3 separate regions of the Hordeum vulgare genome follow, and regions 1 and 3 are each linked to region 2. Evidence: chromatin contacts called from public Hi-C data. All regions are on one chromosome and are shown on one strand. Each heading gives the region's core, a stretch centred on a gene start, on an enhancer-like site or on the middle of the called end of the contact. The rest is flanking DNA. Distances are from core to core; before and after follow the strand shown.

Evidence for each region. A called contact is a pair of places that touch in the nucleus more often than the background predicts.
Region 1: a contact with region 2 is called in a Hi-C map of leaf, with 4 times the contacts expected there. The contact joins the promoter of LOC123425704 here to the promoter of LOC123429858 in region 2. A contact is called at or near these places in 3 of 6 Hi-C or Micro-C datasets (leaf and seedling) and 1 of 1 datasets of contacts at active chromatin or transcription factors (embryo).
Region 3: a Hi-C map of seedling shows a contact between it and region 2, with 4 times the contacts expected there. The contact joins the enhancer-like site here to the promoter of LOC123429858 in region 2. A contact is called at or near these places in 1 of 6 Hi-C or Micro-C datasets (seedling) and 1 of 1 datasets of contacts at active chromatin or transcription factors (embryo).

The regions. Positions count from the first base shown.
Region 1 is chr2H:167,767,174-167,769,962 of MorexV3_pseudomolecules_assembly, reverse strand. LOC123425704 (F-box protein SKIP27-like) reads left to right here and starts at 1,528. Exons shown (of 4, transcript XM_045109417.1): 1 at 1,528-1,724; 2 at 2,260-2,538; 3 at 2,630-2,704. The coding sequence starts at 2,314.
Region 2 is chr2H:168,381,932-168,384,631 of MorexV3_pseudomolecules_assembly, reverse strand. It overlaps LOC123429858 (NDR1/HIN1-like protein 1), which reads left to right and starts at 1,282. Exons shown (of 1, transcript XM_045113833.1): 1 at 1,282-2,533. The coding sequence starts at 1,684. The coding sequence ends at 2,331.
Region 3 is chr2H:167,845,738-167,848,635 of MorexV3_pseudomolecules_assembly, reverse strand. No RefSeq gene overlaps it. Among protein-coding and RNA genes, the nearest start is that of LOC123425704, 79 kb to the right of the region's middle. Within about 2 kb of position 1,550, at least 3 of the 3 cell types and tissues checked have open chromatin away from gene starts, as enhancers often do. A contact at or near this core is called in seedling, where this site is marked.

The DNA of each region.
Region 1 (2,789 bases), core at 279-2,778, 610 kb after region 2:
GCAGTGGGGACTGGGTCAACCCGCAACCGGCGTTGCGTTACCATGAGCAGCAGCCCTGCTATACTACGCAGCAGCCGCTGCGCACGAAGGGTGGTGGTTGGTCAAACCCACTTCATACTCCATGAGACGAAATCTGGGGTGGTTCCACTTGGACCCCGTCCCTGCGTTCAAACGCGACGTCAAAAAATAAGCACAAGCAGAGCAACGCTTTCGCCGGTCTTCAAACCTCAGAAAACTATATTGATACAAATACTCCTAACTAGTTTGTGGGGGTCGTACCCCTTTGTATGTACTACCCATAAAAAATGAAACTGAATTCTAAGAAGAAAAAAATGAGATGAAGGTCGTAGCATCGCCACAAAACTAACATTATATGTGAGCTCTACCGAGGAATCCAATGCACGTCTAGTGTCAGGGCTTCACGCATGCCATGCATTGTCTGTACCATCCACATCCATGGTTTTCTTAACTATTGGGAAATGGCATTTTGCTTGTAGTAACAATATTCTTTTTTGATTTATTTACCTGTTGAAAAGAATAAAATACATTCCCGTGAAGATAACGTGGCGGACTTTAAACCAGAGTATCTTAAGTGAAAATGTGTAACTAATTAGTTAGCATTTCTTGCGAGAGAATTACTCCATCCTTTTGTAAATATAAGTCTTTTAAACGATTTTACTAGATGTCTACATACAAAGTAAAATGATTAAATGTACACTCTAAAGTATGTCTATATACATCCGTATGTAGTTCACTAGTAAAATCTCTACAAAGACTTATATTTAAAAACGGAAGGAGTAGTTAGCATATGCCTAACGTAAAATATGTTAGCAAACGATATGCCCTAATTACATAGCGGTTAATTGGCTCATGGTGAGTAAATAAAAAAGTTCAAATCACGAGGAAACAACAAGCCGAATGTCTTGCAAGTGGCAGGATGGAAATCGTGTTTTTCTTGCCCACGAAGGTTCGTGCTAATCCACTTTCCCACTGATATGATTTTAGAAGCAATCAAAACGAGAAAAACAACCCCTAATAAAGTAGCTCCTCCCCCGACCGACCTGCGCCGACTTCCTAGCGGCCAATACCGATCTCAGCCACCACGTCACCAACCCCACCCCCTCCAACGGCTAGTTTCCAGATCGACGCGATCGCGCCACGTACCCCGATCCGCCACGCGTAAGGCCGCACCCCCGCCGTCCGATCCACGCGTTCAAGCCCCGCACGCGGTCGGGCGCCAACCCACCTCGATTTCGAAAAGATTATATCCGCGAATTCCCACCGTCCACACCCATGCCCACCTCCCCCACGCACACCGGCCGGTGGACCACCTCACTCGCTACCCCACCTTCCAGTGAAACATTCTGGCTGCGTTGGCGGCCAGGGCGTGAGCCGAAAAGATCTCCTGCCGGAGCACGACCCCCCAGCTTTGGATTCCTGGCGGTTCCTACAATTTTCTGGAAACACCCCTGCTGGAAGAGTTTTCGAGGTAGGTTCCCTCCCGAGTATAAATTCAGCCAGGGGTTGAGGTCAAGCTGTTCCCACATTCAACTCGTCAGGTCCTCCCAACACCATTACTTAGCAGGTAGGTTTGCTTAGAGTTCAGCCGACGTTTCTTCATCAGCCAAGCGCAATCGGATTAGGCACCAAGTGTACCGCGACTCCGGAGTGAAGGGATAGGAAGGAAGAGGAGGAAGGCTTCAGCCGAGACCCAAGGGAGGAAGGTGTGTGAGATCGATTACATCCACCTGCTCTGTTTCTTCTCAACCTGACCCCGATCGTGGGATCTCGTTTCCTTTCTCTGTTTTCGATGTCGGGATTGCTGTTCTGCTCCGGCCAATTGCGGCGAATTCGTGATGTTTATTTGGAATCGTTTATTTTGGGCTGGATTTTGCTCTGTTCCGATTGTTGCTCACGAGCTCTGCAAGCGGTTCAAGTAGTTCGCGGAATGTTGTTTCTCGGGGAATCTGTTTTGAAAGTGCGTTGAAGAGAAGACGGACTTCTTTTTTCTTCCGAAAATGCTTCAGGTTTCTGTTGGAGCTTATTGCTCCCACAGGCCACAGCCTCTAGAATTGGGGGTTTGTAGATTCCTATCGAAATGGCTGCTGGGGTGTTTCAGACGTTTCCAACAAAAATGCGATTAATAGTTGAGTTACTGTTGCAAAGTATACTTCTCTGATGGGGATTTTTCTTTCCTCTGTCTGGAATTCAATTTATTTGCTGCCGAATTAACCAGTTCTTCTCAATAATCCTGTGCAGATCTCATATCAGATAGGCAACTGCAGCAGTAGAGTTCACCAGGCGAAGGGGAAAATGGCAATTGGACAGACTATGCCGAAGGGGTCTCTTGCCACGAGCTTGAGCTTCCCAAGCAGCGGCAGCACAAGGATCCTGGGGAGGAAGAGGGTCGCCGTTTCTCCGGCTCCGAGCCCCTCAGGCCCGCACTCCCCGGTGCGCACTCTGCGCAAGCAGCGCAGCATTAGGTTCCACATGGACGACACCATCTGCCTTCTCGAATCGCTGCCTCAAGATGTCTTGGTAATTACTGCCCCAAACTCGCTAGTGTTCCCTTTGAAACCGGTTCTTGTTCTAGATATGTTGCTTATCCCAATTTGTTGGAACATTTCAGGTCAAAGTCCTGTGCAAGGTGAACCACAGCGACCTGAGGCAGCTCCTCCTTGTGTCGAAGCCAGTCAGCGAAGCAGTAAGCACCTCTGATCCCTCTCTGCCAAATCCAAAACCTGCAGTGAGATTCGTTGCCCCCTCTCTGCCAAACCCAAAACCTGCAG
Region 2 (2,700 bases), core at 33-2,532:
AATTTACGTGGATGTAGCATCTCTCCTCGGAGACACACATTGTCCGAAGTATCTTGACACTCGTGTGCATGATCAAGAAGGCTTGAGATAATCACCGGTGTTTCGCATAAACCGTACCGCGTAGCCAGATAATGTTGTTCCCCGTCGAAGTACTTGCCGATCGAATTACCAGAAGGTCGGTTGAGACGTTGCTTTCCTTGCGTCCACCCCATCCATACCAAGATCCGACCAAAAACACTTTTACGCATGCAGTGCAGTACTGCACTCGTTAGCTATCATCTCCAGTGATTTCTAAAGCCATTAACACGTACGTGCTCTGTTGGATAGCGTGGATCGCTCACTCACTGAAGAGAGCAAGCTACACACCGCAGTACCCAAAGTAAAGAACAGAGAGTAGAGCGTAGAGCCACGACCAGCAAAAAAAAGAAAGAGAAAAGAGAGAGAGCCATAAGCCAAACTGCACAAGCACCATCTCCGGCGCTGCTGTGTCGGCTTCTTCGCGTGGCTCGTCGTCTACCTGGCGCTCCGCCCCACCAAGCCTTCATGACCAAACGTGGACATAAAAGTATGTCTGCTAGCCACAACCAAAACTAATACATGTTCCGTTTCAAAAAATAAAAAAACCAATACAGCAGGAAATGCAACAAACTACCATCTGGCTTTGGTTGCTCTTAACAAAAAAATAAAACCTTTACAATGGGGTCAGAAATAATTCAGAAGTTGATTACAAACACAGCCTGGCTTCGATGCCGGTGGCTCTGACCATGTGCCAAGCGAAGCTAAAGAACGGAAAAGGTTCAATGGTAGGTGGTATATGCATATCCATCAGCTACGGATGCCGCCTACCCTTAGCTAGAAAGGTTCGTGAAATATTCGTATATGCATAAAGTTTCACCTAAATCCATATTTGCGTACTCAGTGGAAGCCGGTGACTCTCGCATGGGTTTGCTCACGTTAAATATGAAGCAAATCGCGCTGGATAGAGGGGACATCGACTCGGGAGTTGGAGAGCGGCGGTGGGTGTAGGGCTCTTGATTGCAGCTATGCATGATTTCATATGATGCGCCGCACACCCTGGTTGTGTACTACATTCACGCCCATCCCCGCCAGAAGACAACAGCACCCGAGCAGCAGCGGCCCATAACTTCGATTTTTTTTCTGCTAACTGTGTCATTCTAGAGCACGCAATTTTACTACGTACTGTATTTTCTCTTTGACAATGACAGCCTCGCCACCTCAGCTAAAATATTGGCGGGAATCAGTCAGATCTGCCACCATTAGTCTGCTTCCTTATGGTTCCGTAAATAAAGATTGATGTCAACATAGCCTGATAAGGCGATCGAGCGGTGGTACACATGGCCTTGTCAAACGCAACTGCATTGCTAAGTTTTGTTTTAACGAGTGCTTGATCAAACGGGACTCACTACATGATCACCAAGCTGCATCAAACAGGAGAATAAAGGAAGAATCTCAAAGCGCACGCGCATGCGGGCGCAAGTTACTCCCCGATCGAATTAGCAGAAGAATCTTCTTCGGTTGAGACGTTGCTTTCCCTGGCCTCCACGCCCCATCTTCCTATACTTTTAAAGCCATTAACACCCACTGAAGAGAGTAGCTAGCGAGCCACTGCACGCACACCCACCAGCCACCAGTCACACAGAGCACAGCACAGAGAGCAGAGCCATGAGCAAGGAGAAGCACCACAGACACGAGCACCACCTCCGGCGCTGCTGCGGCGGCTTCGCCGCGTGCCTCCTGGCGCTGGTCGTCGTCGTGGCATTCATTGCGCTCGTCGTCTACCTTGCGCTCCGCCCCACCAAGCCTTCCTTCTACTTGCAGGACCTGCAGCTCCGCTCCATCAACCTCGGGGATCCCTCCCTCTCAGCCACCGCGCAGGTCACGCTTGCCTCCCGCAACCCCAATGACCGCGTCGGCATCTTCTACAGGCGCCTCGACGTCTTCGTCACCTACCGCGATGAGCCCGTCACCGTGCCGGTCTCCCTGCCGCCCATGTACCAGGGACACCGGGACGTCACCATCTGGTCCCCCGTGCTGTCCGGGGAGTCCGTGCCCGTCGCCGGATACGTCGCCGAGGCCATGAAGCAGGACATCGCCGCCGGGTACGTGTCGCTGCTGGTCAAGATCGACGGCCGCGTCAAGTGGAAGGTCGGGAGCTGGGTCTCCGGCAGCTACCACCTCTTCGTCAGCTGCCCCGCCATGCTCGCCGCCGGCCCCGGTGGCATGCCGCTCGGGGGTGGCCTCAACGGCACCGGGGGCGCCGTCGCGTCACTGAAATTCACGCAGCCGACAGGGTGCACCGTCGGCACGTGATAGAATGGACCGCGCATACGGTCGCATGTTCGTACTGTAAGTGGAAGAAACTACTACGTAGCAGGATACTTCTTCTCTTCGTGTCTCTAAACAATTTCTATTTATATATTGTAGTAATATAAGTTGTCTAAAGCTCTTAATTTTTGTATGTCTCGTTAATCGGAGAATAAACTGTGTTGATGTATGCATTTCAATTTTGGAATTCATAGATGCAATTCCTATTTTGTACTAGTATAAATGTAGATGTACGTTCTTAGAACATCTACAACCCAACTCCTCAAAGAATCCTTATACGTCTAGGCTGGCGGTCCAATTAGTTACTGGTCATAACATCTTGACCCAATTGTACCTCTTTATATCTGTCATGGC
Region 3 (2,898 bases), core at 301-2,800, 540 kb after region 2:
CGCCCGACAGCATAGTTACCCACTTACCCTGCTCTCCTGCCTTGCAGCAACTGGTGCTACGCTGCACAGCCAGAGGTGCATGCGGAGAGAGTCAGATAGGATGCGGTCTGCTTCGCGTGCGCGTTGATGGTAGCTTGATCCAACGGCTGCCCAAACGGATAAAGTCTGTGCGTTATCAGTCGGTTGAAAATAAGTGTTTTCCTTGTTTAATACTGCATATGTAGAAAGTTAGCATAAAATGGACACATTTATTTTGAGACGAGAGAAGTATTAAATTATTAAAAGAGCAACTTTTTTGGATAATGATATTATATTCCATCCCTGATGATTAAAAGTGTGATTCCCTTGGAATATTTTTCGTCCTGGTTGTATACCCTTTTTGTTCGGACATATATGGCTGGAGATATATTTCTTATGTGGGTAACATAAGCTGGCGCTGTGAAAATGCTGTAGATCAAAGGGTCCTGCAGTGTATCATGGGCGGTATCCTCCACACGTGAACTGATGTCGAAGTTGGAGTGCATCCGGCAAAAAGATTGAAAGCAAGAGCTAGAAACTCAAGAGTGCCGGACGGCCAGCCAAACTGCACTTTAATTCAGTGCCAAGTTAACCTCTTGTCTGGTTGCCGATATGTGCTATCCTATGGCAAACAAAGTTCAAATCAGTTTAGCTTATAGGACAGTTAACGGAAATGAATTACTTCTACCGAGGAGCCGAGATGGCATCGCCAGAGCGCAAGCGGAGAGAGATTCGGAGATACCGCACACACAGTGAACGCATTATTATACTCCAAGGGTACTATTTTCTCCGTGTCAAAATAATTTCTCGACTTTTCGGTATATAGCGTTTATATTCAGGGAGCAAAAACATGTCAGCACTGTTCCAAGTTGGATGTTGCATTCCCTGTTTTCCTGTTTTTGAGACAAATAATCCCTTAAGTGCAAACAAGTCAATCAGATAAGACGCCCATGATGGTGATTTCAAGGATCAACATTGGACTTTTTGTGAAAAATATACATCTTTTTTTTTTTGGCTTATAGAGCTTAAATCTAAATTTCATCAATCAAAGTGAATTATGAATGAATGTCATTAGTTTTAACTAACCAATTAAATATTTTTTACATATTTGATTTCTCAAACAGTAAATATAGCATTTTATTTTTATTAGTCTTGCATGATGCATGTAGAAAATAATGCATTCATAGCCTTTTTTTTTTATGAATTGGATATGATGTGAGATTGAAAGAACTTCAACTCATCTAGACTCAAAAGAAGCCTAATGTATTAGGTTTTTTAAAATATAAACGCTATAAACCGAAAAGGAAAAAGTATTAAGAATGAGCCAAATAAAATCGAGTGTTTAAAACAGTCAACATGGACTGGACGGATGGTCTACATAACAATGGACTAGATACAAATGGCGCATGACAGGGAGCCAAGAGAAAAAAAAAAAGAAGCTCGTGCAATTAGGTGCGGACAGTCTGTCCTCGCGCACGGAAGCTCGGGAGCTCGTTCCGGGGCCCGGGAGCTCGTTCGGTCCATCGGCATGGATGGCCGCTGAGCTGTCCGCCTACTTTTTCGCGTTCATACAGGTCGCACCGTGGTCCGCATCAGCCCGTAGCACAATAATTCGGTCTTCGGCCTACTGCATGACGAGAGGGATGGATTTGCTTCCGCGAGACGAGCAGCAGTGCTTCCTAAAAAAAAGTGTATTTTTCTTTTTTCATGAGAGATATGGTTTTTTTTTTATTAAAGCCTATCAACATGATACCTAGTTTAAAAGTTTCTACGCGATAAATCCAACAACAAAAACGATTCAAAATTTGAATACATTAAAAATAGAATATTTTAAATAAATAAATCTATGAAAAAAATCTTTTAAGACAAGTAATGCACATGCAATGCGTCAATTGCCACAACATGAGATGGTAAAAATGACCTTACAAAAAGTGATTCTTAAATACTAATCTCGCACTACATGGCCCCGCCGACATGAGATCGATATATATTTTTTCAAAAGAAAAATATCGATATATGTCTTGGGCAGCCGGACAGTTCCCCTCGCCAGCAGCTTAGACCAACATATACCCTCCCCTCGCCAGCAGCCTCTGACTGTAGCAACGTTTCTGCATTCTGCATCCTTTTTCGTTGTTTTATTTTTATTTCGGTTTCTATGTTTTCTTTCAGTTTGTATTTTTAGTTTTTTCTTTGGTTTCTTTCTTGGCCTCCTATTGTTTTTCTTTTCTAGTTTTCTTTGTGTTTGTAACACAAGTCTACGTTTTTTCTATACATCAGATTTTTTAGTACATGATTTAAATTTCCAAATACATGATTAATATTTCTAAAAATAAATATTATGATACCTATTTTTATTTTCATACGCATTACATTTTTTATACATATGGAACACTTTATAATCATTTATATATTTTTAATACATTATTAAATGAATTGTATATTTTCAAATACATTATTTTTAAAGATTTTACATATTTCTATACAGTAGGAACATCTTTATACAGATTAAAAAAATTTAAATACAAGACTACAATTTCTTATATGCGTTGAACATTTTTCAAGTACATAATTAACATATTTTTAGATATATGTTCGGATGTCTACTTTTTTCTTATAGATTAAACATTTTTTGTATAGTCAAATATTTTTTATGTATTGTACTTTTTTCTATACATGAAAACCCAATTTTTCTGCATGTTCAATATACTCCAGTACCTGCTGCTCTGGCGCACCGCCCAAAACGTCACGCTTCACGACCAGCCGGATCAACTCATGTGGAGATGGACCCCAAGCAGAACCTACTCCGCGCGCAGCGCCTACCTAGCGACCTTCCACGGCTCCGTTGCGTGCGACTCCTCGCAACTAACCTGGAGGAGCTGG